Linked DNA regions of Rattus norvegicus: region 1 is linked to region 2. The links are chromatin contacts, called in public Hi-C maps. All regions are on one chromosome and are shown on one strand. Each heading gives the region's core, a stretch centred on a gene start, on an enhancer-like site or on the middle of the called end of the contact. The rest is flanking DNA. Distances are from core to core; before and after follow the strand shown.

Evidence for each region. Hi-C and Micro-C count contacts between places; a contact is called where the count stands out from the background.
Region 1: a contact with region 2 is called in a Hi-C map of prefrontal cortex, with 7 times the contacts expected there. The contact joins the enhancer-like site here to the promoter of Gnai1 in region 2. A contact is called at or near these places in 4 of 12 Hi-C or Micro-C datasets (the A7r5 cell line, Schwann cells, frontal cortex and 1 more).

What each region holds. Positions count from the first base shown.
Region 1 is chr4:17,986,327-17,993,329 of GRCr8, forward strand. No RefSeq gene overlaps it. Among named protein-coding and RNA genes, the nearest start is that of Trnaa-agc88, 92 kb to the right of the region's middle. Within about 2 kb of position 3,420, at least 19 of the 93 cell types and tissues checked have an H3K27ac peak or open chromatin away from gene starts, as enhancers often do.
Region 2 is chr4:17,701,919-17,709,415 of GRCr8, forward strand. Gnai1 (G protein subunit alpha i1) reads left to right here and starts at 4,143. Exons shown (of 8, transcript NM_013145.2): 1 at 4,143-4,479. The coding sequence starts at 4,362.

The DNA.
Region 1 (7,003 bases), core at 2,170-4,669, 280 kb after region 2:
ACATAGGAGTTCTTCCTATCTTCTGATATCTTTTTCAATTTCTTCTTTCAAAGACTATATGTTTTTATCATATAGGTCTCTCACTAGCTTGGTTAGAGTTATCCCAAGATATTTTATATTATTTGTGGCAATTGTGAAAAGTGTTGTTTCCCTGATTTCTTTCTCTTTGTCACTTGCATAAAGGTGGAGTTCTAATATTTGTTATTTATTTTTGTATCCAGGTATTTTGCTGGTAGTGTATGTATTACCTGGTAGAATTTTTAGGGTCATATGTATATACTACCATATCATCTGCAAATAACAAAACTTTGACTTCTTTCTTTCTAACTTGTACTCTTTTGATCTCCTTCTGTTGTTTTATTGCTCTAAGACTCCCAGTACTATTTTGAATAGATATGGAGAGAGTGGCAATCTTGCCCTCGACTTTAGTAGAATTGCTTTGAGTTTCCCTCATGTAACTTGATGTTGGTTACAGGTTTGCTGTAAGTTGCCTTTCTTATGGATAGCTATGTCCATTGTACATCTAGTCTGTCCAGAACTTTTAATCGTGACAGGATTTGGGTTTTATCAGATATTTTCTGCATCTAATGAAATAATCCTATGATTTTTTCTTTCAGTTTATTAATTTGATAGTTTACACTAAATGATTTTCATATATCGAACTGTCTCTGTATCTCTAGAATGAAGCCTAGTTGTACATAGTGGATGGTCTTTTTGATATGTTCTTGGATTTGGTTTGCAAATATTTTACTGAACATATATACATCTATGTTCATAAGGGAATTTGGTCTGAAGTTGTCTTTTGTTGTCAAGCCTTTCTGTGATTTGTGTGTCAGGGTAACTATGGCCTCATAAAATCAATTGGGCAATGTTACTTCTGTTACTAATTTGGAATAATTTGAGAAGTATTGGCATTAACTTTTCTTTGAAAGTCTGCTAAAATTTTGCTCTAAAACCACCTGGCCCTAATACTTTTTTTGTTTAAAGTCTTTTAATGACTGCTTCTATTTCACTAGTGGATACAGGGCTATTTAAATTGTTTATTTCATCTTCATTTAACTTTGGTAATTGCTACCTATAGAGAAAATTATACCTTTCTTTTAGAGTTTCCAATTTGGTGGAGTACATGGCTTGAAAGTATTTCCTTATATTTTTTGAATTTTCTGGGTCTGTTGTTATGTCCCCTTTTCCATTTCAGATTTTATTAATTTGTTCATTGTCTGTCTACATTTTAGTTGGACAAAGGTTTGTTGATTTTGTTGATTTTTCTCAAAGAACCAACTCTTGGTTTCATTGACTTTTTGTATTATTCTCTTCATTTCTGTTTTGTTGATTTTAGCCCTTAGTTTGATAAACCCTTGTTTTATACTGGGCATGGGGTCATAGAAGAAAGGGCAATAGTAGCAGGTTTTCTCCTACAAAGCTGGAATGATACTGAGCTAATCTGGTCTCGGAAGTAGGAGAGGTTGCCTACTGGTTGCCCTGGGATGAGCAGCCTTTTTGTTAGCAGGAGGTGCCCACTGGGTTTGGGGTCTAGGACAAAGCAACAAGCAGAGGCAGAGCTAGGAAGGCTGGAAAGGGAAGAGCTGTGGTACCCATCGGTGAAAGAGTAGGAAACAAGGTCAGGGAAGGCTGCTGAGAGTCTACTACTGCAGAGTTGAGGATGAGACTAGAATAGTCTGCAGGAACAGAGAGAGAGGGGGGCTGGGGTGGGGGAGGGAGGGAGGAAGGGAGAGAGGGACGGGGGAGAGAGAGAGAGAGAGAGAGAGAGAGAGAGAGAACAGTCTACCTGACTTTCTGGCAGTTATGGCCTGTGTAGGTTTTGGGGGGCTCAGATAAAGTGGTTGAGTAGAGGGAGGGATGTTAAGAATGGATGGAATGTAGGGTCCACAGGGAGTGTAGGTAGGGGGAAGGGAAGGCTGCACAAGGTGGTCTTTTGTGAAACTGAGTATGAGCTCTAGATTGGATTTGTTGGGGAGGAGGGAGTGGTGAGTGTCTTCAGTCAGCTTTCTGTGTTCTGCTTAACTGCTGTGTTTCCCACGAAGGCCTACTGGTGCTGGAGGCTGGAGTAGTGGATTGAGTTAAGGGAAGGAAATTTGGGGCAACGGACCTTTGAAATCCCTTCAGGATGAGGTCAAATCATGAAGAGACTGTAGTAGAATTTCTGCTACAGAGCTGAGAGGGAATTGGGTTTTAGAGTAGTAGGAGAGGTGTGGGTCCCCTAAATGCTTTTGAATGGTCATTTAATCCTTAGTGTACAACAAATATTAAGTTTTTGTTGGGAGCAGGTATATAATAAACTCAGAGCACGTAATTTTTAAAATTAGGTGCAGGCACCAGAAGAAGTTGATAAGGCTGATAATCCGACACTGTGGAAAATCTTAACATAAACCAGGTCTCGGCCAAATAGTAACATGGGAGTTAAGATGAGTTCTGTCATCTAAATGAGGCTTAGCTTCCTAGTAGCTAAAATAAGGATATTTGTTGCATTTACAGACCATTACAAATTAAATATCAAACCTCTTCACAGAGCGTGGAGTACTTTCTAATAATAAAATTACTTGATATTATCCTTAAAACTATTTAAACGATTATTCATTTTAAGTTCCTTCCCATTAATAAAATAATGCTATATTGAAAATATTTAAATTACATTTCATATATCAGTGAACAAATAAGAAATTCTAGAAAACCATTTAATTTTTATCACTAGGAATCTTGCTCATGTTAGAAGTTAAGAAAAATTAAAATATCAAAATCCCCATACCATTACAATGAGAGTAATTCTGAATCACCAGTGAGTTCTTTGTACGCAGCACATACATGCATATACTGTGTATATAATTCCTTTTCATTTTTTCATTGTTAATTTTATGGTTTTAATTTTATTTTCATCCAATTTGTAAGAAGTCTAGTGTAAGCCACAGAATTTCCGCTGCAGATGGCGGAAACTGGCCACCCTCCCTCTTTTGCTTGAGAGATTTGATGCAAGTGACCAGTTTTCAGTAAACAGAAGGGTAAAAATGGGGAAGCAAATCCATAAGTTCTTGCTTGAAATCAGGTGGAGCTGATTTAGCTGTTCAAAAGCTGACTGGACGGGAAATTCTTTTCTGGTCTTGCCCACTGCTAGATTGATTTTAATGGTGAGTTTTTAAAGAGCCCCATAATCTAACTGCCAGAAAGATGATGCACTGAGGGCAATTTAAGAGAAAAGTGGATTATCTTTCCTATGGTTTCAATTGTAGCACACCCTGGTGGAGAGAACACGGTAGAGTTATGGCAGAGGGAACCTGGGGCTGCGGTTCCTAGTAGTGCGGTCCCGGGAAGCACAAAACTCAGACCCAGAAACAGTTCATTCAGATCCCCTCCTCCACAACTCACACCTGCTAACAAGGCTGCATTCTTTTGTCCTCGACTTTCTAGAACAGCGTCACCAAGTGTTCAAACATATGAGCTGTGAGGGATCTTTCCGGACTGGATGAAGGCAAACAACTCATTCAGTCGGGAAATTGTTCATCAAAACAGTTTTCTTCCCCATTTAATGCACATATTACTTTGCTGCAATGCATTTTCATGTCTGTTCAACTAAAAATAGACTGCAGGCTGGAATCTGCAGTTATTTTTTTTCCCCTCAGTATAAGCTGCATCTGTAGTCTGAAGTGCGTCACTTTAATTCTGCCATCTGGTGGTTGAAAATATTGATGCTCTTGCCGTCTGTGAATCTATGTTAATTCGACATATACATGTACTAATTTACATCGCCAACCAAGATATAATGTGCCATATACGAAATTGGCATACATTTCAGAACTGAGGATTACACATTAGAAAATGAATTATGTATCCTCTTTCTGCATTTTTCATGCAAAAAATCTATGCTGACTCATTTACTCTTTACACATGGAATATGCTTTGTTATGTTTAATCCTATAAATGGTATCTTTTGATTTAGACAGAGTTCTTTATTTCCATTTTGGCATACTCTAAAAATATTTTCTCTATATTCAATTCAGTTTATGTTGTTGGAATGTCATTTAATTGAGAAGTCAGTTTTCATATAAATTATTAATTTTGGCTAATTTAGTATCAAGAATAGACCATTAACAAAAAAATACCATATATAAAGTAAAGGACCAAATCTAGTGTCATGGGCTGGTAGTCCCAGTGACTTGGGTGGGTGAGGCAGAAGGATTTGCAGGTACAGAATCTGGCTTGGCTACACTTAGTTGAAGACCAGTCTAGATAGCACAGTGAGACTGCTTCAAAATTAAAAAAAATTAAGAGAGGACTGGGATGTAGGTCAAAAAATAGGAGGCTTTCCTGGCACATACTAGTACACACAGGATGTCGATTCAATCCAAATACTGAGGGGAGAAGATGAATAACTATGATTTTAATTTTATGGCTAGAAATGTATCGTACGCACATGCGCGCATGTGCGCACACACACACACACACAGAGAGACACAGAGAGATAGAGAGACACAGAGACAGAAATAGAAAGGAGAAAGAGGGGGGCAGAAGCACATTTATTTTACAATTTCATCTTTTATTCTTCCATTTTGCAATCCATAGTTTATTGTTTACCTTGCATATTAGGAAAAGTATACCATTATAGCAGGTTCGTGTGTAGCAGGAACATGAAACCAAGGCTTATAGGCAAACTTAATAGAACTTGTGCCTTCTAGGACCTGGCCATATTGTTATTGAAGCATTTTTGCTGTCACTGGTTCCCAGGAAACCCCAGTGGCTTCCAAGAGGGCTTTCACAACTGCAAGGGGTGCCTTCTCAGAGTGGGCTCATTCGCCTAACTTGTTGCACTGCAGAAACTCTTTCTGCTGCTTATGAAAGAGGAAAGGCTCAGCCTGAATAAAACTATTTTTCAATACTGGCTGAAGCTTTTGTTTTTGTTATTGTTTCTTTTGGAGAATATGCATTATTTTCTCTATTACAGGGATTTAAACAGTTAAGTAAAACTTGAGGGTGGTTTTACTGGATGAACTGACATCATTCAATGATTAGTATATCTAAAAATTCATCTATACATGCTCTCTTTATCCGAGAACATTTGGCTGTTCATTTACTCTCTTCTATCACTAAAGGTTCTAAAGATTAATTGTAGAAGATATACATTTTATCTGTTTTCATCTAAGTTAATTTCTTGTTTTTTTTTTTTTTCATTGATTCTGGAGTCCCACGTATAGGGGAAACAATAGTGACTAGAGGAAGATGGCATCGTTTGAGAAAATAATTTTCCTCAAAGTCTCCACTTGTGAGGGAGCCGGAAGAATGGGGAGCAGAAAGGTACTTTAAGGACGGTCAACTTCAGGCCTTCTCCAAATAGCTTCTGACTTTGACAGCCGCCTCACTGAAGTTGAAATAGCCTCCTTCTAGACTGTGATGCTATCTCCCCTTGAGAAGAGAGACCCAAGGTCCCTCTTACAGCTAAAGCACTAAGAGTCTGACATTAGTTATCAAAAACATCCTCATAAAAATATAAAGAGGAACGACATTCTGTGTCTCCCTTGGCCTTTCTAAAGCATTTTCTTAAACTCTGTTTGTACAATTTCCCTGAAAAAAATGACAAGGACTTATTAAAATACAACTAAATGTTCACTAGAGTTATAAATATACAGGTTTGTTTTCTTTTAATGTATTCTAGGCTTTCCCTGAGTTTGAATTTGTTCCATTTTTTTTTGTACTGCAAGCAGCCATCACTGTGGTAACCTTACAAATAAAAAAGCACTGCCAGCATATGCACCGAATGTAAAATGTTTCTGTGGATAGCCTTGATACATTGGTGGTGGCAAAGGAAAGCTTCCATTCTCAGCTAAGAAACCAGAGTGAGCATTTTTCCTCTCTAAAATTATTCCGCACCAAATATATTTTGTTCGCAACCATAAAAATGATGTTGAAGATGGTGACAGGTTGTGATCACAATTTCCTCTGTGCCAAGAAGGGATTTTTAAAAATATCATTCTTGCAAGATTGCCAATCTTCATGTTCTTTCCTGAGTATATTTTTGAGAAGTAGGTCCATGAAATTCATCAGAATAAAAGAAAACAATTATATCTCCGGCATTTTCTTTGTAGCAAGCAAGGTCTTGCCCGAACATGAAATGAAAAGAGCGCAGACAATTATCACTATAATCCTTCATCGAATACTCAGAGAATATCTGTGGAATCTTTACCATGCTAAACCAGTGGTTGTGTAAAGTGTCGTATATACTAATGTGAGCTCAGTGAACATGACGGGGATATTAGATTACTGGAAATGTAGTGAGAAGCAGAAAATTTCCACACAAACACTGCCTTTAAAGTGGTCATCTATCCAGAGACTACAAAACAGATAATTTATTGTAAAACAGAACAGCATGGCAGTTGTATAAGAAGTGAGGTGCATGACAAAGAATAGCGAATTCTTTTTTGTTAATTAAGAATGAAGAAAGCTGCTCAGAATGGGGAAGAAAAAGGAGCTGAGACTTAGATGCTGAGAATAAAAGACTTATTACTCGCCCATAGATAGATGAGAACTATATCTGATATAAACCAGTATTTAGATAATAGATTCCAACAGTGTGATTAATATGACATATGTCTAGTGACTCATTTATGTTCTTTAAAGTTTAAAATTAGGTTTTTAAAAAATGGCTGATTTTTATTTTTCATAGGTTTATGTATTATTTATTTGAGTTTTTGTTTTGGTTTGGTTTTGCCTGAATGTTTGTCTGTGGTCCACTTGCGTTCCTTAGGTCCACTTGCGTGCAGAAGAGAATATTAAATTCCCTGGACATGGATGTAAGGATGATTGTGAGACATGTGGGTGCTGGGAATAAAATCCAGGTCCTCTGGAAGATGAGCCACGGTGCTTAATGGTTGAACCATCTCTTGTTATATCCTTATAATCTGTCCATGGAGAAACAGCTATGACAAGAAAGAAGTTATTGGAGAATTCAGTCTCTAAATATTTTACTTACCTGGATTGAACCCAATATTTTAAAATA
Region 2 (7,497 bases), core at 2,893-5,392:
CAAAACGACCCTCACCCCATACACACACACACACACACACACACACACACACACACACACACACACACACACACACACACACACACAGAGAGAGAGAGAGAGAGAGAGAGAATTTAGGTTTTGCTATGGTGATCGATAGCTTTAACCACCACTTCCTTTACATTAACTCAGTACTCCTGCTCCCCAGCCACACCCTCACCCCGAACTCGTCACTCAAAAGTGCACATGATCTCTAATAAGAATGGTTTTGGTTTGGGCTCTGTAAAGCAAACTGAAAGCAGAGGGCAGGCTACCCCACTTACATTCCTAAATATTCCTAGCTAGTCCCCAAACCAAACTCTTGATTTCCTAAGCAGAAGGCTTAACCAATGCGGTTAATAGAGTCGGGGTTCACAAGCCATGTGTGCTCACACTGTAGCCAATGGTAAACACTAACCTTCTGATCTGTCACTCACTCTCTAATCCCCAGAGGTACTTGGCCCCAACTCCACACATACTAATCTATTCAAACCTCAAACCAACATCTCAGGTAACTGTGGCTTATTCTTGCAAGGGTATTATGAGTAGGGAAAGGATAGTTCCAGAAATTGTTTCTGTGGCATTACAGTCTCATTTTGAACTCAAATGGGACCAGGCCATTTGATGACTGAAAGGTATAGAGTCTTAAATGCTCATATAGGTCTAGAATGCTCAATCTAGATGTTGAAATCTTAGACTATGATGAATAAGCAGGAATTATGCACCTCTTTCCCTCACTCCAAGGTAGCTTTGTCAGCTGCAACATTCTCTCTGTATTTCTACATCTATTACCCAAAGTCACTTGGCCTCTGATTTATGACCTATCCTCATTCGTTTGGAAATAATGGTCAGCTCACATGCTTCTTCTCATTCCTACATTAAATATCCACAATTTTCTCCCAAGATACTTTATGAACAGTTTAGTATAGGCTTAGATTTTTCAAAAGCTACATTTAATAAGGGATCTCAAATGGTTTGAACCCCCACTTCTAGCCCACCATCCAAAGGTAGGGGAAAAAAGATGGTAAATAGGACAAGGGCATGGGGACCTGTTTAGAACTAGTTCTCTGGGGCAGTTCCAATCTTCGTTTGTCAGGATACCAGCGGTTCAATTCAGTAGTGTCAGGATAGCAAATATGAATCAGCAGAGGCAGCACCATCCAGCAGAAACTGCCAGGCTTCCAAATCAGCACAAATTAGTGGGAGTGACCAGGACCAATCAGTACACCTGGTTCTCTGCTGTTCCTCTCTCAATGAAGCAAAGATCAGTGAAGACTTGTGACCAACAAACTTGCAAAGCTAGCTATGCAAGCACTCTGTCACTGTCTGTTGAGTCCTATTATACTTTCTCCAAACATGTCCTGGGTCTTATGGATTATGGAGAATGGCTAAAGGATATGGGGTTTCTTTTGGGGGGCACAGAACATTTTACAAATGGTATGGTTATGGTTTTCCAACTCCATCTATAGTAAGAGCCACTGAACTGTACACTTCAAATGCATAGATATTCTGAAATTAGTATAGCTGTTAAAACGATCATGATTTTTCTAAAGGAAAATGAGTGTTCGGAAGTGGGGTTTTTAACCTCTGTAATTCCACTTTTACTGCTTCACTCTCTCTATATTAGATGATCTAGTGATGGTTGTCCCAACTCCTTTACTGTTGAATCCTATTTTGCAAGGTCATGATCAGATGTATTAGTCTGAGTGAAGGTTATCATCTCTGAATTACCAATGCCATCCACTCGTTAGGATGGTAGGTAACTCATTTGTTTTACATCTGATGCAAAGAGCTTTTCCCTTTTCTATCTCTGTTACTTTACTCAGGGGAATGTGGGCACACTTAGCACTCATGGTATCAAGTCCAACTCTTTACCTTAATCGTTATAGTTCTTTTCTAACTTTCATTTTAAACGTTCATTTTCATTCATCACATTCCTTTCAGCAGACTTCATTTCAATCATAAAATAATGGCTGCCTTCTATTCACACTCTGTTAATCTTTTAGTTAGATATTCATATGAACCAAAATAGTCCCTATTCTGGACTGAATGGTGATGTCTCCTCAGTTCTCTTAGGCTGAAGCCCTAACACTCTGTACTGGAAGGGAGGACCTTTGGGAAGTACATAGACAGAGATGGAGTCCTGAAAGTGGGGAGGGGGGCAACGACAGTAGAAGAAAGAATTTTCCTCTTCTCTCATTCCTGGTTCTCTTTCGCCTCCTTCTTCTACTTCTCCACTTAGTAAAGTGGCCATGCACTAGCCAGCAGGAGAACCCTCACTGGAGAGACTTGGATCCATTGGCCTTTTATCTTAGACTCCTCAGACTTGAGAAATAAAGTACATGCCGGTTGTTGAAGCCATGTGATTGCCGTACTTTGCTATGGCAACCAGTTCAGTGTTCCAGTGCACACTTCTTCAGTGGCTTGCCCACCAGCCTCCCTTGAGAGTCCTTCCTACATCCACACCGTCATTTTACAGCCTCTTCGAAGTTTGGTTTCCCTTCTTCTACTCATTTATTTTCTCACTTCCCCGACAAGCTTTTCAAAGGGAAGGTGTAAGCCATGTAATTCTTTGACAATTTCACTTGGTCCAAACATAAGGAGTGCAGCTGTGTTCGCCACTCCTCAGACCTGACTGATTCCCCATCTGGCCTGAACCATGGAGGAAGGGCAGTCAACTGACAGCTGCAAATGGCTCACTCACATTGGGTTGACTGTCACTTTCATGAATTCTGGACTTCCTGATGAACATTTCCAGTGCCAGGAAGTACAAAGGAGGTAGAAGGTGACCAAATATCCTAAAAGTGTGCAGGGTTTTCTTCTGTTTTGAAAGAATCCTAGGAAAGGCTCAGGAAGTTCTTAACACTGCTTATCTTGTGCTCAGCAAGTTTGACTCTAACAAAATGGCAACCTACAAGCTCTGCTTGCACTGAGGGACCCAACCTGCAGCTAAGCTACTGGGCCTGTGTCATCAGCTTAGACAGACCTTCGAACCCAACCCCAGATTTTCAAATGATTCTTTGAAAATCAGATTTTCAAACGGGAGCCAAAGACTAACTGCCTGATTTTTATCTCGCCAAGGAATGTATTTTCTCTCCTAGTACCTTCTTCATCTATTTAGTCAACATTTCTCCTATAATCAGCAGTGCAACTGACAAGAGAGAGCCCAACCTTCAACCTATGCTCCTCCCCTCATGCTGGGTGAAAAGCCATCTAGGCCTTGCCCTGACCTGGAAGGTTCAACAGCTCATCTGCCAGCAAAGAAGCTAAGGTCTGCAAAAAACAGATGCCATGGCTATTGGCACAGGAGTCACAACATGGCCATAAACATGGGTACTCAGCTTGGCGAGAAACTTACATGTGCCCTAAAGGCAGAGTGCAGACTTGCTTGTGTGTTTTATTGCCCTTGCCATTTTAAAAATAATTCTTTGATTCTTCGTCAAACGTTTTTGTCGGGTTACGAAGAAAATCCTTCAAAATGCGTCCCCTTATGAAAAGGAAGGTGAGCATAGATCACAGGGAAAGCCAGAGGAAAAGAAAGAGAAAAGGTAAGGGAGGAAGTGAGTATTGGCAACTCCAAGATTAAGATTCCCGCTTGGCTGATCGCCACTTCGGGTTTCGCTGAGCCCCATTTCTTGCTCATTTCGCTCTATTTCTCACGGTCCTTCACACAAGCCCACACATTTTGCAAACCCTTGCGTGGCTGCAGGCGCCAGGCATGCTCAAATGCCCAGGACTGCTTTTTTTTTTTTTTTTTTTTTTTTCCCCTTGTTCGCAACTTTGGCAAGCGTCCCACCCGCGCCCTTAAGGGACAGGTACCCACGGATCCCAGCAGCGGTCTCCGGAGCGTGGGAGGGGGCTAGTGAGCTCCAGGCTGGGGCTGGAGAAGTCAGCGGACGCACCGGGCACCTCGTGGGGGGGACGTGCAGGAAGCGCCGGGCTCGGCGATCACGCGGGCGCGCAGCGGTCGGAGGGGGCGCTGTCCGACGGCACGTGCGCGGGCGGGCGTGAGCGCGCGCTGGGAGTGGTCGCGGGGCGGGCAGGGGCGGGGCCGCGGCGGCGCGCGGACGCGGAGCTTGCTCGGGCTGTGTGCGGCTGCGGCTCGGCCACGGGCAGCTGCGGCGGCGGCGGCGGTAGCGGAGCCTAGCGGTCGCCGGGACTCGCGGGCGCGGATCGTAGAGCGTCGCGGGCGGGGACGGCCGCCCGAGGCGGCGGCGTATCGGTTAGCAGACCTCGCCTCCAGCTTGCCGGAGCTGAGGACCTAGCGGGGCCGCCTCCGGGCCAGCCTCTCCCCGCTCTGCCAGCCGGCCCCGGCGCCGAGGGCGCGGCGACGCTCGGCCACCATGGGCTGCACACTGAGCGCTGAGGACAAGGCGGCCGTGGAGCGCAGCAAGATGATCGACCGCAACCTCCGGGAGGACGGAGAGAAGGCGGCGCGCGAGGTCAAGCTGCTGCTGCTGGGTGAGCGCGGCCGTGGGGACCGGGCCCGGGTCGGGGGACAGCAAGGAGCGAGCGCGGCATCTCAGCCCTTGCACAACGCAGGAGGCTTCTTGGCCGGGGCGGTGACTGTCGCGCGACCTCACGGGCAGACCAGAGTGTGGCCGGGCGGCGGGACGCGTGGGAACCCTATCTTTGAAGTTGAGCTCTGCCCTCCCTAGATGAGGGACAATTCGGGACCACAAAGCCAAGCACCCTCTCTCCACGGACACCCCGTGGTGAGAGGTGTCATGAGGCGTTCTGCTTTGCCCACGCCTGGAAAGTGCCACGTTGGGTGGCCTCGGGGCTCTCTGTGTGGGGCCTCCGTGGGGTCTCAGTGATCTTGCCTGTCAACTTCATATGGCGACTCAGTGAGTGAAAAAGAGCGCTGAGGTTTTCCCTGCGTAAGGACTTGAGCTGCGCCGGAGGCTGGATTTTGCCTGGGTGGGGGATGGAAACCACCAAAGTTGGCTCACGTTTGCTCCCATAGTAGGAGAGGAAGATGCTTCGCGGGTGAAAAGAGCCCTGACAGGTGCGAAAGGCTCATTCTCCACCACAGGGTCGTCTCTCCACTGCGGTGTTCGCTCCAGTGAGGTTTGACAGGTGCACACCAGGCTTTCTTTATTCATTCTTAAAACACTGTTTTGCTGAAAGCCGACATGGAGGTCTTCCAGTTTTTTGAACGGAGGGGGAAAAAAGGAGTAAATCCGGATTTTGATTGAGTGATATAAGGAAAATATTCACAGGTTATATTATTATTATTATTATTATTATTATTATTATTATTATTATTATTATAGGTCTGTGAGTCGGGGTTTCCTTTTGCTTGTTTTCCTCCCACACTTGAGGTATTTGGGCAGATGATAGATTTCTTACAATCTTCATTTGCACTTCCAGTGATTTGCTTGTGTTCTTCTCACAGTCTGATAAAAAGGAAACATCACTGCACAAATCTGCTTTTTAGTAAGCTCCTGTTTCATTGGTTTAACGGCTGCAGAAAGATGGTGGTTATTTCGTTCTTTCTCCATTACTAGTAGGCTTAGGAGAAGCAAACTTGGCATGACTAAAAGTAATAATGATCTGAGTCATTTTGCAAGCAAACTGTGAAATAACTTTGCATTTTAAAGACCTGGGTGATGTTTTTTTTTTTTTTCACCCATCACAGCCTCCCCCATAAATCTTTCTCTGTAAATTGGATTGACTGAATTTTTATATTAGAAAGATACTGTGTTTTTATGAGGTCAGTGTGTTTTTAGAAGATTAGCTACAGAAGAGACAGGACTTGATACTGAACCAGGTGACTTACAATAAACATAAGATAAAAGGGTTAGACAGTTCTTTTCCTGTGGTTTCAGAGAACCTGCTCAGAAGGTCTTGTGGGTTACAATGCAGTTCTTGGAGCTGCCATCCACCACATTTAAAGCAGTTGTAAAATGACCCCTCCCTGGTAGTGGCAGCTTATCTTTTAATTAGACACCTATGAAAGATTTGAAAAATGGAATTTCGCTTCTGCCAGTTTCAGAATGCATGGCATCTCTTTTATGACTGTTGGCGATTTTTGAAGTTGATAGTTCTTTGTTGTTCCTGGGGAGGGGGTGTGTATCCTGTGTGTTGTAGGATGTCTAGCAATGGAGTTGACCTCCACCCATTAGCTGCTGAGGGCAGCCCAGCGTCTCTCATCTCCTAAAAATGTTGCCAAACGCCCCCTGGAGGCAGAAATGTAACCTCTGCGGAGAACCCCTGTTTTAGATTAATTATTAAATATAGTTGAGTGTGTAACATACAGCTGAAGTTGATTTCTCTTACCATCTGTGGTGAATTAATGAGAGATGAGTTCCAGGAGGAGTTATGATTCTTATTCCTCCAAATCAATGCATTAGAAGGATTCTAAAATTATCAACAGGCAAACAAACGGCAAATGGGTTCCTTTGCATGTTGTTTCTTGCTTGGAGGTTTGGCTTTTCTGGACAACTGTGTTTTCTGTCTAGAATTCCAGTCCATCCTTGTCTTCTTGTCTCTCACTTCTCTGACAGCCCAGTTCCCATTTAAAAGAGAAAAAAAAAAAAAAACCTTGTGTACTTATTTCACAAATCTTAATTCTTGTAATAATGAAAACATTTTTCTCCAAGTCAGACTTAGCAGTGAATTATGACCTTTAGTCCAAGTTTCGATGTTTAAGGCCGTGTGCAATAAACTGTGTGGCATCGTCCACCTAATAATTCATGGCAACTGGTCAACTGAGATGTAAAGTGGTATCCTGGGTAACCCAGCAGTACCACTTAGATTCTTAGGAGGGTGACTTCATCTTCATGTCTTTTGTTCTGTTCCTCAATGATTTATTTAAAAATACTTAGAGCATAGAGCATTTAAAACAGTCTATTGAAAACAGTGCACCCCTTTTCATAAAAGAGCGCATCTCTTTAAACATCTGAAGTGAGAGAATCTTGCATAAGATTTGCAAATAATTAGTAAATATATGGGTGCTGGGTGTGTAGTATTTACTATTTAAATTAGAGGTGTTTCACTGTTGCCTAAGTACATAGACTCAGGCCTAAACCAATGGAGAGGACCAAGTCTTGTCTCCTGACCTGAAGGGCATCAGACTGCACTTTTGTTCACTTAAGTATTTCAGTTTAGTTTCTAGCTTTCAGTATTTGAATCAGTTAAGATGCTTACATGAGCCCTGTGGATATTTAGCACTCTTTCCACTGCGTATGAATAATTATTCCAGAAGAAAGCACCTTTTATTCTTACGTCTTTGAGAATTCATAATTGTAAGAGCAGTAGAATTGCAATTAGGACGTTGTTCCGTTAGACTACCTTGGGCTCCTGTTATTTATCAAATTTCATTTGTTGATGATTTTTCTAAGATAAAAGGTACTAGCTTTAAAAAAAAAAAAGGACGGTTTTCATGAATTCGCTGTTCAGTTTCGATCTCATTTCAAAGCTTTGAGCTTATCATAGCAGACAGTTCTCTGTACTCAACTTCCCCACACAAGCAAA